Linked DNA regions of Pan troglodytes: all the other regions are linked to region 1. Evidence: chromatin contacts called from public HiChIP or PLAC-seq data. All regions are on one chromosome and are shown on one strand. The core of a region is the stretch at or near the end of the contact, and the rest is flanking DNA. Distances in the headings are between cores, read along the strand shown.

Region 1 (3,203 bases), core at 301-2,800:
TTTGTATTTTAGTAGAGACAGGGTTTCACCATGTTGGCCAGGCTGGTCTTGAACTCCTGACCTCAGGTGATCCGCCCATCTTGGCCTCCCAAAGTGCTAGGATTACAGGTGTGAGCCACCATGCCGGGCCAGGAGCAAAAAATTAAAACAATTGAACTCATGGAGATAGAGAATAGAAGGAGGGTTACCAGAGGCTGGTAAGGTTAATGGGGAGGTAGGTGGGAAGTGGGAATGATTAATGGGTACAAAAGAATAGTTAGAAAGAATAAGACCTAGTATTTGCTAGCACAAGAAGGTGACTACAGTAAAAAACAATTCGCCGGGCGCGGTGGCTCACGCCTATAATCCCAGCACTTTGAGGGGCCGAGGCGGGCGGATCATGAGGTCAGGAGTTCCTGACCAGCCTGGCCAATATGGTGAAACCCCATCTCTACTTAAAAAATATACAAAAATTAGCTGGGCGTGGTGGCATGCGCCTGTAGTACCAGCTACTCAGGAGGCTGAGGCAGGCGAATCCCTTGAACCAGGGAGGCGGAAGTTGCAGTGAGCTGAGATCGCGCCACTGCACTCCAGCCTGGGCGACAGAGTGAGACTCCGTCTCAAAAAAACAAAAATAAAACAAAAAACAAAAAAAAACCCCCCCACACACAAAATTTACTTGTACATTTTAAAATAACTAGAGTATAATTGGGTTGTTTGTAACACAAAGGATAAATGCTTGAGTTGCTAGATACCCCATTTACCATGATGTGATTATTACACATCGCATGCCTGTATCAAAATCTCATGTACCCCATAAATACATTCACCTACTACGTACGTACGAAAATTTAAAAAATACATCAGTGTAGTGTGGGAAAAAACAGAAAAATTTTAAAAAACAGTGAAAGCCAGATATGAATCCAGGCCTGTATGACAGACATGAAGTCCAGTGCTGAGGAGGTCTTTCTACGTTTGGGAAGAGGGGAGGGGCCACACTCGTTCGATCAATAATTCTATTTACTGAGCATTTTAGCTTGCTAGGGAGGTAATGATGGGAAAAAGAAGAGAGGGATTTAGAGGCAAATAATAATGAAAGCTTTTATCTATATCCCATTAAGCTTATTATTAGACAGTATGTGTCAGGCACGGTGACAAGTGCTTTCCATGCCTACCTCCATTTGCTCTTCACAAGCACTATGATTTTCCCCATATTTCAGATGGGTAAACTGAGGCTTGGAGTTGCCATGTCCAAGGATACTCAGAGCGCTCGCAAAAGGCTGTGCAATGTGTGCTTCCGAAGTGGGACTCACTGGCGAGAGAATAGCCCTGGGAAGCCGACAGAAACCCACGAGATCCCAGCACTAAGCACTCAGCACCGAAGGGAGCTGGCGCGCGCTTCACCTCGCGCTCCCGGGGACGTCTGGTCACGTGGGCAATGCCCCGCCCCTCGAGTCCGCCCCGCCCCCTCTCGCGCTCCCTCCCTCTCTCCCTCCCTCCCCCTCCCTCCCCGGCCCGGTCCGGCCCATCCCCCTCCCCGCCGGCTCCGTGAGGCCCTGCCGGGTCGGGCTGCGGGCGGCCGGGCGCGGGCGGCGGGACAGACGGGCGCACGCGAGGACTGACGGACGGACGCACGGAGGGCGGCGGGCACGCACGGCCCGGGCCGGCGCTCCAAGGCCCGCCCGGGAGGGCCGGGGCCGCGCTCAGGTGAGGGGACGGCGGCGCGGGCCCGTAAGGGGTGGGCCCGCCGGGCGTCCGCGGTCCTTGTCGGGCTGGCTTCGCGGGGAGGAGGCGCCGCCCGGGCCGGCGCGGAAAAATGGCGCCGGGCGACCGAGTGGCACGGTCTGAGAGCGGGCCCGGCCCGGAGCCGCCCCGCCCGCCGCGCTTGTGTCCCCGTCGCCATGTTGGGGAGCGGGCCCCAGGCCTGCGGGCGGGGGCGCTGGAGGGAGCGGCGGCCCGGCTGGGTGGGGAGGGTGCTGGGCGCGGGGGCCGGTGCACTGAGGGAGTGCAGGGCTGGCCGGGGTCTGCACGGGGTGGCGCTCTAGGCCTGGGGAACAGGCGGGAGCCGGTCGTGGGGTCGTGGTCAGGGTCGCGGAGAAGGAACCCTGGGTCCGAAGGGAACCGGGATTGGGGTCTATGGGCTGAGAGAATGGCAGGACGTGGAACTGGGTTAGGCCTTAGGCGGTGTTAGAGCCCTAGTGCAGGTAGGACCTGGGGATTGGGGTGGAGGCATGGGGGCCGATCTCAGGCTGTCAGGGCTGGAGCGGTTCTTTGCTGGGAGGGAAGGAGGTGATTGATGAGGAATGAGGGCCCTTTGGGTACAGACGCTGGTTCAGATTGGGGCAGTCCTTGGGGTACTGGGGCTGAATTGCAAAGCTGTATAACTCCCAAGGCTCTGAAGACTTATGTCCCAAGCATCCTCCACCCCCTCTTGGGGGAAGCAACAGGAAAAAGGAGGTGTTTGATGAGAGAAAAGGGGGACAAAGGGAGACTGAGGTTTGGGTGCAGGAGCTGGCCGGCAAAAGAGGCACAGAGAGTGGAACTAACTGGTTGGCAAGAAAGGAGAGAACCTTTATCAACTTAGGGAGTTGTGTGTGTCTTTAAAAGGAGGGACCTGGCTGTTTGGGGGCGGTGACCCAAGGTGTCTTCCCTGGAAGGGGACAGCCCACAGCTTAAGAGCAGAGTCACCTGGAGAGGTCATCAGAAAGGCGTTATTGAAGCCAGTAAAATGGTGAAGAAGAGTGAATGTATAAAAACTACAAAGGCCTGAGAGATCAAGTAAAGATTTCAAATCAGGTAGTGATTTTAGCTGAAACATAGAAAGGTAAAGTTGACTTTTCAAGATCTTACAAGTTAGTGGCAGAGGGGTACTAGAAATTGTCGGCTGCTTCCTCACTAAACACATTGCCTTAAAGGAATTTGCTAGCTGGGAGAAAGGTGTTAAGAAATGAAGCATAACATTCTTGTGATGAAACTAAAAGCAAACAAACAAAAACAACAAGAAATGAAGCATAACAGTATACACCAGATAACTATTAAATTTGTTTTCTTCCTGTAATGAGTGTGGCAATACAAAGGCTGAAGGGAATACAAAAAAGTATAGGCAGCCAGTTATTTGGTATTTCCTGGTTCATCTCTAATTGTGCAAAGAAGTTATCTTTGAGACCTTCTAACTTTCTAGAGTTTTAAGAGATGCTCCGGCCAGCCACAGTGGCTCACGCCTG
Region 2 (2,967 bases), core at 384-2,883, 270 kb before region 1:
GGGATTATAGGTGTGAGCCACCGCGCCCAGCTGGCTTACAGGTTTTTAATGGCAGGAGGGCAGAGGCTACAGGTGAAGTCATAAATCAATACATAGGGGCTGTATATTGGTTCCACCTAAAAGGACAGGACATCTCCAACCAGGGGCCCACAAGTGGATTCAAAGATTTTCTGACTTGTAATTGGTTAAGGACGCAAAGGTTTGTCTAAAAATTTGGGATCTGCAGAAAAGAATGTTAGCTCTGACTTATGGTCGTCTCCTCCTCCAGGTCCCCTAGGAAGAAATTTAGAACAAAATATAGAAGTCAAAAGTTTAGTTCTCAGCTCTCCCTTATCTGAGGTTTGCCGATCAGCAGATCCATTTGGTGGGGGTTTGAGTTTCTAAGAAACAACACTCAGGGACAAATTTTAAGATGTTATATTCAGTTTCTATAGGGAACAAAATATCTCCTGACTGTAACTTCTTTGGCTATTTTTTTTTTTTTCTGAGATGGAGTCTCATCCTGTCATCAAACTGGAGTGCAGTGGCGTGATCTCGGCTCACTGTGACCTCTGTCTCCAGGGTTCAAGTGATTCTCCTGCCTCAGCCTCCCAAGTAGCTGGGACTACAGGTGCATGCCACCACGCCCAGCTAATTTTTGCATTTTTAGTAGAGATGGGGTTTCACCATGTTGGCCAGGCTGGTCTCGAACTCCTGACCTCATGATCTGACCACCTCGGCTTCCCAAAGTGCTGGGATTACAGGTGTGAGCCACTGGGATTACAGGTGTGAGCCACTGCGCCCGGCTGAGTTTATTTTTGTATAATGTGAGAGATGAGGATCCAGTTTCATTCTTCTGCATGTGGCTTGCCAGTTATCACCAGCTGTTGAATAGGGTGTCCTTTCCCCACTTTATGTTTTTGTTTGCTTTATCGAAGATCAGTTGGCTATAAGTATTTGGTTTTATTCTGTGTTCTCTATTCTATTCCATTGGTCTATGTGCCTATTTTTATACCAGTACCATGCTGTTTGGGTGACTATGGCCTTATAGTATAGATTGAAGTCAGGTAATGTGATGCCTCCAGATTTATTCTTTTTGCTTAGTCTTGCTTTGGACATGCAGGCTCTTTTTTGGTTCCATATGATTTTTAGGATTCTTTTTTCTAGTTCTATGAAGATGGATGGTGAGTCTACTCCTTTTAGATGGGGTGTGAGGATGGTAATCATAGTGCCAGTTCACCTGGGAGAGTCACTTTCATGCCTACCGTCCCGGTGTAATTATTTATTGTGTCTTTTCATTCTTTAAAGTGTTCTGGTTTGAGCAGTAAGTTACAGTCATCTTAGTTATGAGTCACAATCTTCACCATTCCCTGTTATATCACACTTATCACACTTAGCTCTCCTCTTTCATTTTTATTACAGGCCCCCTGCTAGGAAGGGAAAAAGTGTGTGTGTGTTGGGTGGGGGGAGTCAGTGCCATCCTGCCACAGAAGTTAGCTGAAAAAATGAGTATTTGGGGTCATGGTAGAGATAACATGCTAGCTGGTGGATAGAAATTAGGACAGGGTTTTCATCTGACAGAGAATATGATGTCACAATTTACTAATCCCTTTCCCTTCCATTATTTAATTTCACAACAACCTATCCAGTTACACAACTTATCCAGTTTGAGACTGCGTTTCTTTGTGTATGGATCTGCTGTCTTCCCCTGTAACCTGCATTTCGTGATAAAGGATCCCAGGCCGTTCTGCTCACCACTGTATCCCAGACACCCTCCCTTTCCCCTAGACATGGTTTGGTGTCGGGCGCAGAGAAAGCCCCAGGAACTACGATTGATCAGGCTCCCAGAATCTATAGATGGAGTGACCTGACGAGGACACAGGCGCAGTGGCAGAGCGCGATGACTTGGTCGACGTCCGCGGTGAGTCACGTGTAGAAAGAAGCAGGCAGGAAGCGGACTCGAGGGCCTGACTCCTGACCTGAAGCCCAGGATCATTTCTTGGCCAGCTGCCTGCATCCTGCCCAAATCGGCGAGAGAAATGGGAGAATGTGGACCTTGGGAGATTTCGCCGAAATGCTGGGCCCGGGGGCCAGAGAAACCGGCAGTGCAGGAAAGGCCACATCTCTTTTCCCACCTACCCCGCTGCCGCGCAAGACTACAATTCCCAGTAGCCTCCACGCCGCGCACGGTCCCTGCCACGCGGCTTGCGCCTCCGCCGACGGCCCACTGGGGGCGCTGCGGCGACCCCTCCGCCGCCCCGTAGAAATCTCCGCGGCCCCGAGGCCGCCTGCTTCCTGTTTGTCCGACGAGGAGACATGGCGGCGGCGCCGGTAGCGGCTGGGTCTGGAGCCGGTCGAGGGAGACGGTCGGCAGCCACAGTGGCGGCTTGGGGCGGATGGGGCGGCCGGCCGCGGCCTGGTAACATTCTGCTGCAGCTGCGGCAGGGCCAGCTGACTGGCCGGGGCCTGGTCCGGGCGGTGCAGGTACGAGGCTGGACCAGGAGGGGCGGGGCGGGGCGGACCAGGCGGGAGCTGGCGGGGGGCCGGGGAAGAGGCCTTTCCAGGCTGCCGCTGGACGGGCCAAAGCCCTTTTGGCTGGCCGCAAGGCCTCCCTGTGAGCTGCCCGGACGCTCTCAGCCGCAGCGGGGCCGTGGGAAGCAGCTGGCTTGATGTCCCTTGTCAGGGGCCGAGCGGGGCTGGGCTGCTGTGGACACTGATGGCGTGTACGAACCCTGGGCCCAGTTTCTGGATCCTCCCTTCTTTGCGCCACGTCTACACGTCTGGGGGACCCTGTCGTGTTTGTTTTAGCCTCTGTGGGCCTCGAGTTTATCCCGTGTATTGGGCGTGGGGGAGGGGGTCATCATTGCAGCCCCCAAACGGTTCCCAAGCGTTTCATAAATGTCATTTTCTCAGGCCTTTCCTTGACACTCTTTCCTTCCCCTTTCTAAAGTAGGTCCCCATTGTTATTCTGTCACAGCCGCGAATTCG
Region 3 (3,096 bases), core at 547-3,046, 450 kb before region 1:
AAGTCCCCCTTGTGGTAAGCATTCCTGTCCTCTGAACCCCGTCTCCCGAGGCAGATCCTTTCGCCTAGTGTTTGGGAGTCTGGGTCATTACCTGCCACAGTTTGGTACTGGGGCTGCAGGTCAGGGAGGAGCAGGGTTTGGGGAGAGTCTTCATTGAGGAGGGAGAGAATTTGGTGCCGTGACTCACATTGAGCCCATCCCTTGGCAGGCGGGGACTGTGAACCGAGGCAGTGAGGTGATTGCTGCTGGGATGGTGGTGAATGACTGGTGTGCCTTCTGTGGCCTGGACACAACCAGCACAGAGCTGTCAGTGGTGGAGAGTGTCTTCAAGCTGAATGAAGCCCAGCCTAGCACCATTGCCACCAGCATGCGGGATTCCCTCATTGACAGGTACCTGGGGCCTCTCCTTTCTTCTGCTCAGGGTTGGGGGTTAACTTGCATTTTGAGAGTATGGGGAAAAGATGTCATCTAGAATGGGAGCCTACCAGTTTGTTCTGGTAGCTTCTCGAGTGTGAGAGCATATCTGCACACTGCTGAGCAGATAAGAGCCAGCATATTCAAAAAATATTTCTTGAGCATCTGCTAATCCTCATCTTTGTGGTTTTTCAGGGCTAGGATACTAGAGCAGTAGCTGCTTGAGCAGCTTGTCAGAGCTGGTCCGGGGATGAGGGCTGAGGCAGGCACCTTGAGAGTGAGGTGGGCTCTGTGAAACAGCTACTGACCGTGCGCTTTCCTTTCTCTTCAGCCTCACCTGAGTCACCTTCCAAGTTGTTCCATGGGCTCCTGGCTCTGGACTGTGGCCAACCTTCTCCACATTCCGCCCAATCTGTACCGGATGCTGGCAGGGAGGTGGCAGAGAGCTCACTGGGACTGAGGGGCTGGGCACCCAACCCTTTTCCACCTGTGCTTATCGCCTGGATCTATCATTACTGCAAAAACCTGCTCTGTTGTGCTCACTGGCAGGCCCTGTGGCTGCTGGCTGAGGGTTCTGCTGTCCTGTGCCACCCCATTAAAGTGCAGTTCCCTCCGGGCCATTCTGAATGTGATGTTTGAGGCCCTCAGCCTGTGTACAATCCCTGCACTCTCCAGTTGTTCCAGCATTCTGGGAAGATAGGGTGGGATGAACACAACACACAACCAACCCAGTACACCACCTCCACACACGCCATTCCCTTCTCCTCTACCATCAGGATGTGAGGCTTCATCCTGGGGCAAGAAACACTCTCCACTACAGTTCTCCTTTTTTCTTTTTTCTTTTTGAGGCAGTGTCTCCCTCTGTCACCCAGGCTGGAGTGTTGTGACGCAAGGATGGCTCACTGTAGCCTTGACCTGTTGGGCTCAAGCGATCCTCTCGCCTCGTTTATTTTTTTGTAGAAACGAAGTCACTGTGTTGCCCAGGCTGGTTTATACTCCTGAACTCAAGCGACCCACCGCCTCGGCCTCCCAAAGTGTTGGGATTACAGGCGTGAGCCACGGCGCCCGGTCTAGTTCTCACAGTTTTCACCCGACTTCTGCGCCGGTCTTCTCTGGCCTTGAAAGGCAGAGAGTCCGTTCCGATTTTCCCCTGAGCTGGGCAAGTCCCCTGTGAGAGCTCTGGGGCATCTGGCTTCGGGGCATTCTTTGACTAAGGTGGATGGAGGTTGCAGGTCCTTTCCTGGGTGGGCGTGGGGCGGGGCAGCGGGTTCCCAGCGTCGTCCTGGCCTGGGCGCCTTGGAGGCTGTTGGGGCGCATTCCGTCCCCTTGCGCGGGGCGGGGCCTTGAGGCGCTGGGGCGGGATTGGCGGGGGACGGTCGCGGAGCCCCGCCCCGGAGCACAGGGTCGAGTCCCTCCTTTCCGCTCCAACGCACGGAGGGTGAGGTCGGTGCGCGGTGGCGTCACGGCGCCAGCTCCTCCCGACGCCGAGGTGGGTTCCGGGAGACCCGCGGGTCTGGCTGCGAGAGGTGAGGGCAGAGCTGGGGCGGGGCCCTAGCGGGGTGTCCCGGCGACCCAGACCTAAAGGGCTTCTCTTCTTGCAGACCATGGGGGCTCAGCTAAGCGGCGGCCGCGGCGCCCCGGAGCCTGCGCAAACCCAGCCCCAGCCCCAGCCCCAGCCCCAGCCCCAGCCCCAGCCTGCGGCGCCGGAGGGCCCGGAACAGCCCCGGCGTCCGCCCCAGCCCCAGCCCCAGCCCCAGCCCCAGCCCCAGCCCCAGCCCCAGCCCGAGCCCAGCCCGTGGGGGCCGCTGGACGACGTGCGCTTCCTCATCGCCTGCACTTCCTGGTACTGACGGCGTCCTCCGGAGGATGTCGCCCGTCTGTCCGCCGTCCCCTGTGGTTCTTGCCTGCCTTGTCTCCTCTCCCCACGTCCCTGCGTCTCTTACACCCCCTCCCACCCGAGGCTCCCCAGAGATAGCAGAGAATTCGAAGAGGTCGCCGGGGACTGGAAAGAAGTCCCGGCAGGGCCGCCTTCGCAGTCTACACCCCAGCCTGCTTCCCAGCCTACACCCAGACCCAGCTCAGACCTTTGTGACCACCCCATCCCTTTCTCCGGCTGGCTGGGTCGGGGGCATCCCTCTCTGTCGCTGGCTTCCAGAGGCAGGGCAGGCCTCCTGGTAAGCCCGCAAAGTTGCTGACCTCCTGACTTCGTCTGCCTTTTATTAATATCTGTATTGCTGATAACCGTGCTCTTGACTATGTGTCCCAGGTCATGGCACCAGGGGCCTTGACTTTGGAGAAGCCCGTGCCACAGTGACCCTCCCCATACTCCTGGGGGGGCTGCTCCCCATCCTGGATCGTAAGGAGGCATCATCAGGCTGTGTTCCTGGAACCCCAATAACCCTGGGTCCCCAGGGCCAGCCTGTTGTAGAGGGAGGCTATCTGACCGCCGGTCTGGCAGAGGAGATGGGTGGGCAGCTCCCAGACACCCCAAAGGACCCGGTTCTCCTCCCAGAGCGTCCTAAGGTTACTCTTGGAACCTGATCTTTGTTCCCTCATCCCAGGGAAATGACACACTCTGTATTTCTGTTTTATTTAGAAATGATTTAAAAAACATTATACAAAGGCTGATCAGTTTAAAATGTGACTGACACTGAAATGCTGTGATGTCCCCCAGGCTGAGGG

What was found. HiChIP or PLAC-seq counts read pairs in DNA pulled down with a chosen protein or histone mark.
Region 2: an H3K4me3 HiChIP or PLAC-seq map of stem cell-derived excitatory neurons shows a contact between it and region 1, with 2.5 times the contacts expected there. The contact joins the promoter of TRPC4AP here to the promoter of NCOA6 in region 1. A contact is called at or near these places in 1 of 7 Hi-C or Micro-C datasets (stem cell-derived neural progenitor cells) and 1 of 1 datasets of contacts at active chromatin or transcription factors (stem cell-derived excitatory neurons).
Region 3: a contact with region 1 is called in an H3K4me3 HiChIP or PLAC-seq map of stem cell-derived excitatory neurons, with 4 times the contacts expected there. The contact joins the promoter of MMP24OS here to the promoter of NCOA6 in region 1. A contact is called at or near these places in 1 of 7 Hi-C or Micro-C datasets (stem cell-derived neural progenitor cells) and 1 of 1 datasets of contacts at active chromatin or transcription factors (stem cell-derived excitatory neurons).

Annotation. Positions count from the first base shown.
Region 1 is chr21:41,061,283-41,064,485 of NHGRI_mPanTro3-v2.0_pri, reverse strand. It overlaps NCOA6 (nuclear receptor coactivator 6), which reads left to right and starts at 1,550. Exons shown (of 16, transcript XR_010154202.1): 1 at 1,550-1,686.
Region 2 is chr21:41,327,027-41,329,993 of NHGRI_mPanTro3-v2.0_pri, reverse strand. It overlaps TRPC4AP (transient receptor potential cation channel subfamily C member 4 associated protein), which reads left to right and starts at 1,633. Exons shown (of 19, transcript XM_514600.9): 1 at 1,633-2,463. The coding sequence starts at 2,296.
Region 3 is chr21:41,512,731-41,515,826 of NHGRI_mPanTro3-v2.0_pri, reverse strand. It overlaps MMP24OS (MMP24 opposite strand), which reads left to right and starts at 1,796. Exons shown (of 4, transcript XR_676210.5): 1 at 1,796-1,940. It overlaps MMP24 (matrix metallopeptidase 24), which reads right to left. Exons shown (of 9, transcript XM_016937754.4): 9 at 2,991-3,096. It overlaps EIF6 (eukaryotic translation initiation factor 6), which reads left to right. Exons shown (of 7, transcript XM_001164516.7): 5 at 1-14; 6 at 209-390; 7 at 746-1,034. The coding sequence ends at 755.